Linked DNA regions of Gasterosteus aculeatus: region 1 is linked to region 2. The links are chromatin contacts, called in public Hi-C maps. All regions are on one chromosome and are shown on one strand. The core of a region is the stretch at or near the end of the contact, and the rest is flanking DNA. Distances in the headings are between cores, read along the strand shown.

Evidence for each region. Hi-C and Micro-C count contacts between places; a contact is called where the count stands out from the background.
Region 1: a contact with region 2 is called in a Hi-C map of liver, with 3 times the contacts expected there. The contact joins two enhancer-like sites. A contact is called at or near these places in 6 of 6 Hi-C or Micro-C datasets (blood and trunk muscle, liver, skeletal muscle and 2 more).

What each region holds. Positions count from the first base shown.
Region 1 is chr2:12,152,045-12,156,234 of fGasAcu3.hap1.1, reverse strand. rerea (arginine-glutamic acid dipeptide (RE) repeats a) reads right to left here. Exons shown (of 22, transcript XM_078093062.1): 4 at 1,896-2,001; 5 at 959-1,055. Among protein-coding and RNA genes, the nearest start is that of samd11, 65 kb to the left of the region's middle. Within about 2 kb of position 2,749, at least 4 of the 9 cell types and tissues checked have open chromatin away from gene starts, as enhancers often do. A contact at or near this core is called in liver, where this site is marked.
Region 2 is chr2:12,098,538-12,103,044 of fGasAcu3.hap1.1, reverse strand. All of the region lies in intron 1 of rerea (arginine-glutamic acid dipeptide (RE) repeats a), which reads right to left. Among protein-coding and RNA genes, the nearest start is that of rerea, 23 kb to the right of the region's middle. Within about 2 kb of position 1,659, at least 1 of the 9 cell types and tissues checked has open chromatin away from gene starts, as enhancers often do. A contact at or near this core is called in liver, where this site is marked.

The sequences.
Region 1 (4,190 bases), core at 1,500-3,999, 52 kb before region 2:
CAGCAACCTGGTGTACTCTATCTGAGTAGCATATGGAGCAGCGCTGTGTCTGTATCTTCCTCCCTCTGGAGAGATTAAAGGGCGCTAAGCGGGGCGGCCTTTGGAGAGCATTACACCATCCCGCTGGAATTCCCTCCCGTTCATCCGAGGCCTGCAAAACCAGTGGGATCAAAGGGTGCTGTGTGTAGGGGAAGTTGCAGCTAATTTGCCCTGAAATCAGTGGTTGTCTGGGAGACTGTGCCACTCTCAGGTGGTTTAGGTTATGGTGAGAAGGGGGAGGAGGTGAGAGGTGGTCGGACGGGAAGGAATGAAGAGGCACTAATGCAGAACGGCAACAGAATAACCAAATTCAGACCAAGAAAGTGATGCCGTCTGTTTGCCGAGTGACTGCCATCCGTTTGACTCTGACAGGTGTGTGTGTGTGTGTGTGTGTGTGTGTGCACACGCACAAGTGGGAGTTGATGAAGTCAGAGAAAAACAAGTGGTTTTATGAACATTTTTGAATTATTCCTATTTAGTTAGTCAAATAATACAGATTGTAGTAAAGAGTCATTCCTCTGTCTCCTGAATCTGGATCAGAGCAGGTGAGTATTTTACAACAGTGAAAACTGGAGCACAGATGGTGTAGGTCATTAATCTCGTCTGTGACAACAGTCTTTATAACAGGATTAAGTGCACGATGGCGGAAAACTGGTCACTAAGTATATTATTTACATGAATTACTATACCTGACAACAAGTTTACATCAGTTTTCCATGTGGTAAAAAAACAAACTACAGGTACATAAGAGAGATTAACCATTAACTCAACAAAGCCCCAGGAATAAAACTTCTCTGGCAGAATAACTGCCAGAGAAGTTTTATTCCTGGATATTTAGAGGTGTACATGTTCTACCATTGGGATTATAAAGCTGTGTGTGCGTGCACATGGGCATAAGTATATTCAAATGTCTGTTTACCTGAGAGCAGCAGCATGATAAGTGTCCACGTAGTCGGAGATGAAGAGCTCTCGACTTCTGACCACCGGGTCTGTGATGACCAACTCCCGGCCAGAGTCTGCAGGAAGAGCAGAAACACAGAGGTGACAATGTGCCTATGTGACATTCAGTGCTGAAGACAAACGTGGGAAGAACCGCAACGATGTTCCACCTTAGTCGGTATTACTTGGACGACACACAGTCGGCACATTATGGACCGAGACATCTGATGCAAACATTGAATATCCTGTTTTGATGATTTTTCACTGATGCCGAGTGAGAAGTTTTCAAAAAACGACCCAAGTATCCTTTATTAATCTCGTTGGGAAACTATTCTCTGCGTTTAACCCCACACAGTGAGAGCTGCGTGCAGCCATGAAGGCGTCTTGCTCAGGGACACTTTGACACAGGACATTGAGCAACCACACTGAGCAGGTTATGTACTATCACGAGTGGATGCAGAGTCAGATTTCCTTCTTGTCATCAGGATTTGACCTCCAGCTGCTAAAACAAAAGGGAGGCGTGTCTGTGTTGGAGTGTGATGAGCCAACAGACACCGATGGTGTTGAGAGAGCGCTCAAAGGCCACATGACATCGTGAGTTATTAACACTCGACAGCGTTTCTGTCTGGCTTGAAGGAGTGTTACCGTGGGAACGGCGCTGGAGCCGCGGGATTGGCTCGGTCGCCTGGGACATCGGCTTCTGTTTGAAATGCAATTCACAGCTAACGCTTATACCCCCCCCACCCCCCCACTCGCCCGGCTTTCTGGAGCGATGCGGCAGGTGTGTGTGTGGGTGTGTTTGTGAAGGAGTGTTGTGTTACTGGGGAAGAAAGTGTATTGACTGTGTCAGTGTGTGTGTGTGTACAGTAGAGGTGCACATGCACGGATGTGTTTCAACAAACAAAAGGCAGCCTCACCGTTCTCGTTGTTGCGATCCTGCACCAGGTGCTGGTAGACGGAGTCGGGCACCTCTGACTGGCGGTAGTACCACTTCACATTCATCAGCAGATGGTCCCGTTTACTCTGCGACACACGGAGACACAGGGCGAGTGAGCAGCAGACAAAGAGCGATCCCACGCTAAGATAAACAGACATCATTTTGTTTGATTTTGTGTCGGGGGGGGCGGTGGGGGGGTATGACTCACGCAGGCTGATGCCAGAAAGCACACAGAGAGACCGAGTCAATTAAAAAGGGATTGCAGAAGCATTTAGAGCTTTAATAAAGTAAACAGTGGGATAGCAGTCGCTGGAGGGAGAGTGGAGAGAGAAAGAGGAACGAGGCGGGAGGGAGAGTTCAATGCTTCTTATCCCTTAATGACATAAGTGACATATTCCAATCATACATTTTTTTATATCCAGACTTTTACAGCTTTTACAGTTTACCCATAAATGAAATCATCAAGTGCTGCCACCCACTGGGCTTTTGATAAAGTGCAAGTCAGCAGAGGCTTGTATTCCCTTAGATGACCAGCAGGTGGCAGCACTGAGGTGAGAAGAGAGCTTCATCAGGGCCACTCATTGACAAAACAGCAGAGGGAACGGGGGGGGGGGGGGGGGGGGGGGGGAGTGAAGCCAACACGAATGTGAGAGATGAAAAGGGCAAACTAGCGTTTTCATTCCATGTTATAAAATATTTATTGTGCCTTCACAAAAGCCCAACTGATCGTCACAGTGGTTTGAAAGAACATGCGAGGGAGAGACGGCTAGGAGTGTGTGTGTGTGTGTGTGTGTCTCAGTCCAGAGACACACACACACACTCCTAGCCGTCTGTATTGGGGGCTCTGCCACGCTGCACTGCACGAACCGACTGAGACACCTGCACCACTCGCAGGAGAAAAGGAGAATTGAGCAATTTGGAAAAACAGAGGAAGGCGGGGGTCTACGGAAATCTAAAACAGACAGTCAAACCTCCCCTGTTTCCTGGCTCTTAACTGTATCTGTGTGTGTGTGTGTGTGTGTGTGTGTGTGTGTGCGCGCACGCGTGTGTGTTGTAGGAACATGAGGTCAGAGTCAAGATATTTAAAGCCTTTAGAGTACATTGTTCGGTTGTGTCACTGGGGAGGAGGCTGAGCACACGCAGCCAAGCAAATCATCACCTCCCTAAACCCTCAAAGCCCACCTCTGGTTTTCCCATTCCCTCCATTCCTCCCTCCCATCCTCCCTTCCTCCCCCTCCATCTCTCTCATTCCAACCCCACCGATACCATGGGTTTTTTCTTCTTCCTGCCCGTTCCTCCCCTCCTCCAACCTTGAGCCGGGAGGTGGAATGACTGGGTAAGTGAGCCAGGACGTATTAAACAGCAGCTGGATTCACACACACTTTGCTTGTGATTCAACAGAGAGCCATACATGTGGACGGACCTCCGAGCACGTAGACCTACATGTGCCGTGTGAGTGGAGGATTGTGTGCAATGACGTCATGCCCCCCCCCCTCCCCGCCATATTACCACCCATCCCAACCTCTCTTCTATCCGGTGTTCAGACACTGCTGCCTTCTAGGCCTGACACATCACAACGAGTAGTTATCCGCCACTTATACATAATTAATACTTTAAGGCGACTGTTAAACACTGGCAGTGTGCTACCTGAACATGTCATTTTCTGCCGGTGGTACCGAGAAATCAAAGGGGTTTTAGAGGGCCCGGGGACACGGCGTCTGATGCGAGACGGAGAAGGTTTCACAGCTCATTCACGAGGCCTGCGTTATTTTAACCCCACGGAACGAGACGAAGCACGGGGGGGGGGTGCGATCATCGGTATCCTCGTCACTACAAAGCAGCAGCCGCTGCTGCAAGCAGATTGCTGTTTAGAAGCTCGTGGCGGCGTTAAGCCCCCTCAGAGGAGAGAGAGAGAGATATGCAGCGCGTAGTGGGAGAGAAGCACAGCTTTCAATTATCACAATCCTAAACACACACACACACACACACACACACACACACACACAGGGAGGAAGAAATGAGCAGATAACACCAGGAGAAAATCAAGGGGAATGATCGACTGCTCAGGCTCGCCACACAAAACCAGAGTTGTATTGTGTTCCCATTTGTTTTTTCTCCTGCCAAAGGAAATCACAGGGAGAACATGTGCGGGGAACGAAAATGCTGAATTGATTAGAGACATTCCACGCTGCCCGCAGAGAGCCGAGCCCCGCACGCCGTCGGCCATCTTTGTCTGTCCCGCCAGAGGCTAAACATGGCCCTGCCCTCCCTCCTC
Region 2 (4,507 bases), core at 410-2,909:
TAGCTGTGCTTTGGCCTCCCGACCCCAAAAGCGCTCAGAATCAACCGCTCAACTGTGGGAGTAGATAAAAAGCTTGGCAGCAGTCTTGCAACTGCTAACGGCTTCATTTAGGGTTTTTTAAAAAAGGTACAAAATGGAAATTAATGGGAATAGGTAGGAAGCGTGCTCATTAGCCAGATCATATATTAGCTTAGCCTCACTAGTGCAGGTCCCCAAAGGCACTACATCTACAAGCTTGCTATACACAAACAAAGCAATAAACAAGCCCCAGTAAAAGCAAAAGGTCTCTCAATTCCAAGATTTTCTTTCCTACGACTATCGCTATACGTTGAGTTAATGAGATTCAAACCAGATTAGATGCGTTTTTTTCCTCTAGTGATTAAAAAAAAGAAGAAGAACTGTCCCTTTAATGTCTCTGGAGAGGAGATAATGTGCTGAAATCTGAGAATTATATGTTCGGTGTCATTCCTGATTACATGGCGATCCCGCAACTCTTTGTTTTTTATTGTTTGAACGTATGAATCAACTGAGCATGGAAATGTGTTTCGCATTACGCTGTTGTGGACACACAGAGAATTACTTCTCAGAAGTGGTGAGCTGGAAACTCTGCAAATTGCTTGTTTGGATGCACATATTCTGCATAATGCATGAAGCATCTAGCGTAGAACGCGTGTGTGTGTGTGTTTGCGCGTGTGCGCGCTATGAAGGGAGTATGCCTGTGAGAGACAGCAAACAAGATGGGGGAGACTGTGGGAATGGGAGATGGGCTAACGCCATTGATATTTGACATTGAGCAGAGTGGAAAGCTAACACAAGACAGAGGCTGCTTGGTGAAACGCTGTCTACATGAGGCTGCTTGTGGAAGAGGGATGGCTGGATGGATGGGCGGCGTGATGGAAGGAAGGACTGAGACAGGGAGTGGAAGCCAGAGCACTCTCCCTCTTCCTGCATACATCAGCAGCAGGAGGGCAGGGATGCGAGGAGGCCACCGCAAGCCAATTACCAAAACTCATTAAGTAACCTGCTAGTCGGCTTTGAACTGCAGCCCCACTCGCCACCATCCCCCCCCCGTATCATGACTGGATTCCCTGCCGCTTCTCCCTCTTTCTTTTTTTCTTTTATATAAATGGTGGACGAGTTAAAGCATAAATGGCAAAACAGTAATTACATTTTCACATGCTTGCAATGGAAATACAAGCACAACGCGGAAAGGAAACGGCAGTGATGCCGATTGCAGATCGACGGCTTAAAGACACGCTGATGCCAGTATCACAAAGGAAGGAGCGGCTTAGGTTAACGCTAAAACATAGGAAATGATGCATCGGGACACAGAAACAGGAGTGGGTTAGCGCGAGATAGCAGTTGAGGGATGAATGAGTGCTGACAGGCCTGAGCTGTTCTCTCCACTGGAACAGAAAGTAGTGAGAAAGATGGCTGCGAGGAGGAGGAGGAGGAGGAGGAGGAGCACAGCGGAGAAGACAAAGCACAATGAGGGGAGGAGGGGGGGCTGATGATGATGGAGAGATATAAGGCTGAGAGGACCAAGGGCAGGTAGAGAACATGATCAACGTCCAGCGGCTGGGGAATAGAAACATCTCGGGTGAAGGGCAGTGGGGTTTGTGCAGAGGGGAAAACACTGTTAGTGGGTGCTGCAGTGTCACGAAGGATTGTTGACTAACCTTGACTGCATTCACCTCTTAGCTCACACTGCCTCTCAACAAGTATTGACACAACGACAATCTGCAACGACAAAACTGAAAGGGGAAGACCACGCACGCACACGCACACACACACACACACACACACACACACAGAGAGGAAAGGGGGATACAAAAAAAAAATCATAAATGACGTGCAAATGGAACAAACAAGGTGATAACAGCTTGACAGTAGATAAAGGCAGCAGCCATATTTGGCATCACGTTGAACACCTGGTGAACGAAGCCGCTGCAAGAACAAAAAAAATGATAATGCCCCCTCACAGTGCAGTTAACATTTTTCATGAAGAGATTGTGAACATTTATTTTGAGCCCATATTCATTTTCCTCTTTACAATAAACCTTTCTGGATACACACAGATCTAGGTACTCGTGCCTGCTGCACACACTATTAAACACACACTCACACACAGTCGCCCCCCCCCCCCCTGAACCTCCACCCTTATTCCATGAGCCCTCTCTTCTCTGCCTTGCTTGACAAGAGCGCGGAAATAAAAACATCACAGCTCTGCCTCGCAGCACCTGTTCAATAACATTGACATTTCACATTCAGCATCGGCACACCAGGAGATTCTCTGCATTAACTCTCTTTAACACCCAGAAACACACACACACGCGCACACACACACACTATCAATCTGCTACATTTCAATAGCGCACCGACTGGAGAGGTGTATTACGTGTGTGGATTCAGGTCATGCTTGTGCCCGCAGTCACATACAACATCCAAATCAAATCACCTTTTGGTTGGTTGCAAAATTAATGACGATGAGGACAACATGGGAATATATTTCTACATGATTTAAAATATATAGATATAGAATAAAATATTACAACCTATGTGTTTGTTTTATGTCATGTCATAAAGCTCTGAATACTGCGAGAACGGCAGGATGACAGGATTGATGAGCGGAACTAACGGACATCTCTCGAGAGGAGGATGCAGCTAGTTTCCTGATCAATTATTTCTTCATGGTAAAATTGATCGGTGATATTTACCAGAAGTACAAAATGACACTTCAACTTGTTAGTATTCACTGGCTACTCATACTGCAATAGGCCTCCTGAACGCCGCCTGGGTATCGAAGTGAAATGGTCTGTTCCCTTCCTGAACTCCTGAAGAGAACGGCAGGTGTGCAGTGAATAAAATCCAAGCATCTCTTTCCATCCGGTCTCAAACAGCACGGCGAGCCGGCTGCACTGTCAAAAATAGCACAAATACACACGGAAACCCTCCACATGAGCACATAACAATTTATACTCGCGCCAAGATCCAAATTCAAAGGGGATTTGGAGTTCAAAAATATTTGACGTTAACATTTGGCTCAAGTTTCTTTCAGACGCACCGAGACGCGTTTTTGTACGATAGTTGGCCCCCGGGGAGAAGGTGAAATGTGCGCCGGGCCGCAGAGTGCCGCGGCTCAATGGTGTCGCCAGGTGTGTCCTGACCTGGACGGCTGAGCCGGGACATCTGCTTGACGGCATTAGAGCCATCAAGAGCGCTGCCATAACCACAGATTAAATGGCAGTAAATCTGAGGATTAGATCCACGTATGAATAGCTTCCATTCATTTTTGAAATCCCCCTCAGTAACTCTGGAATTTCCGCGGGGAGAGACAACGTGGCCACCAAAGACCCGCCCACGCCGACTCGTCCGTCTCCCGGTCGTTGTTTTTCAATCAGTCTGTGGCAAACCCGTCGTCAGTCTAATCTGCTCGTATCTCGGCCCTACAAGCTGTATCCGAATGGCAAATGGCACGCAACAGCATTCATCAAACCACCCATCCGTCCAGCAACTAAGACGAGCTCCACGGGCCCAGAAATGTCCACTCGTATATTCTAGTGCGCTCATGTGAGAGCAAAATGCTTTCCGTGCTCTGCGAGTTGAGGGTTATTGTATGTGATGACGTTGGGGGCGACGTGGATGATGACAAAGACAAACTGGCCCTTCCTTCTTCATCTTGAGTGAATATGCATGCGCTCAGGACACGCTCGCCCCCCCCGAGAGACCTTTTCCTCCCACGGCAAGTCTCCCCCAAACGCCAAACCTCAATCCCCTCTCTAAACCAAGACCACTGCCAAAACGCCTCCATAACACAGCACCAGGGCGCCAAAGATGGCGTGTGCTGCACCTCCACTGCGTTATGACCGGAGAAATTTGGTCGAGATTAAAACTCTTGGAAACCTGATTCCCTCGTCCATAAGTCCAGTATCGGTCATCACAGCTGACCTTAATTTCCACCTAGCAAGCGGTGATTAGTGTGAGGAGGCTCCATTAACCTTTGAGAAACAGTGTGGAGGCTGCAGAGTCTCGCCAAGTGGAACGCTCTCCTTACTACCTCAGGAAAAAGAAAAGACTGGTGAGATATATATATATATATATTTTTTTTAAGAGAGATACTGAGAAACTCAGTGTGACAGAAGAGCCGCTCCTGTTAGGTAAGCACATTGAGCCGTCGGGCCGGCACATTCATCACCACACAGAATGCCAGTCAGCAGCACCAGCCGGCTCGCTGCCGCTCCGCCACGACGCTGTTACTGCGATGAGGTGGGGAAGGGAAACGGGAGAGGGCGGGGGGGGGGGGTGCTAGAGTGACAGCAAGGCATTAGTAAAGCAGATTTGGACCATTCACCGCAGCACTTGGCAGTGCAAATGTTTCCGTGTATGGTTCTGGTGGTTTTTATCAGCATTTCCGCCGCACTGATAGACCGTCCGGGGGGCTGCCGATGATATCATTAGTACACATGTGGGGTAATACTCTGGGTGCAGGCCGTGCCAAGATCAATGG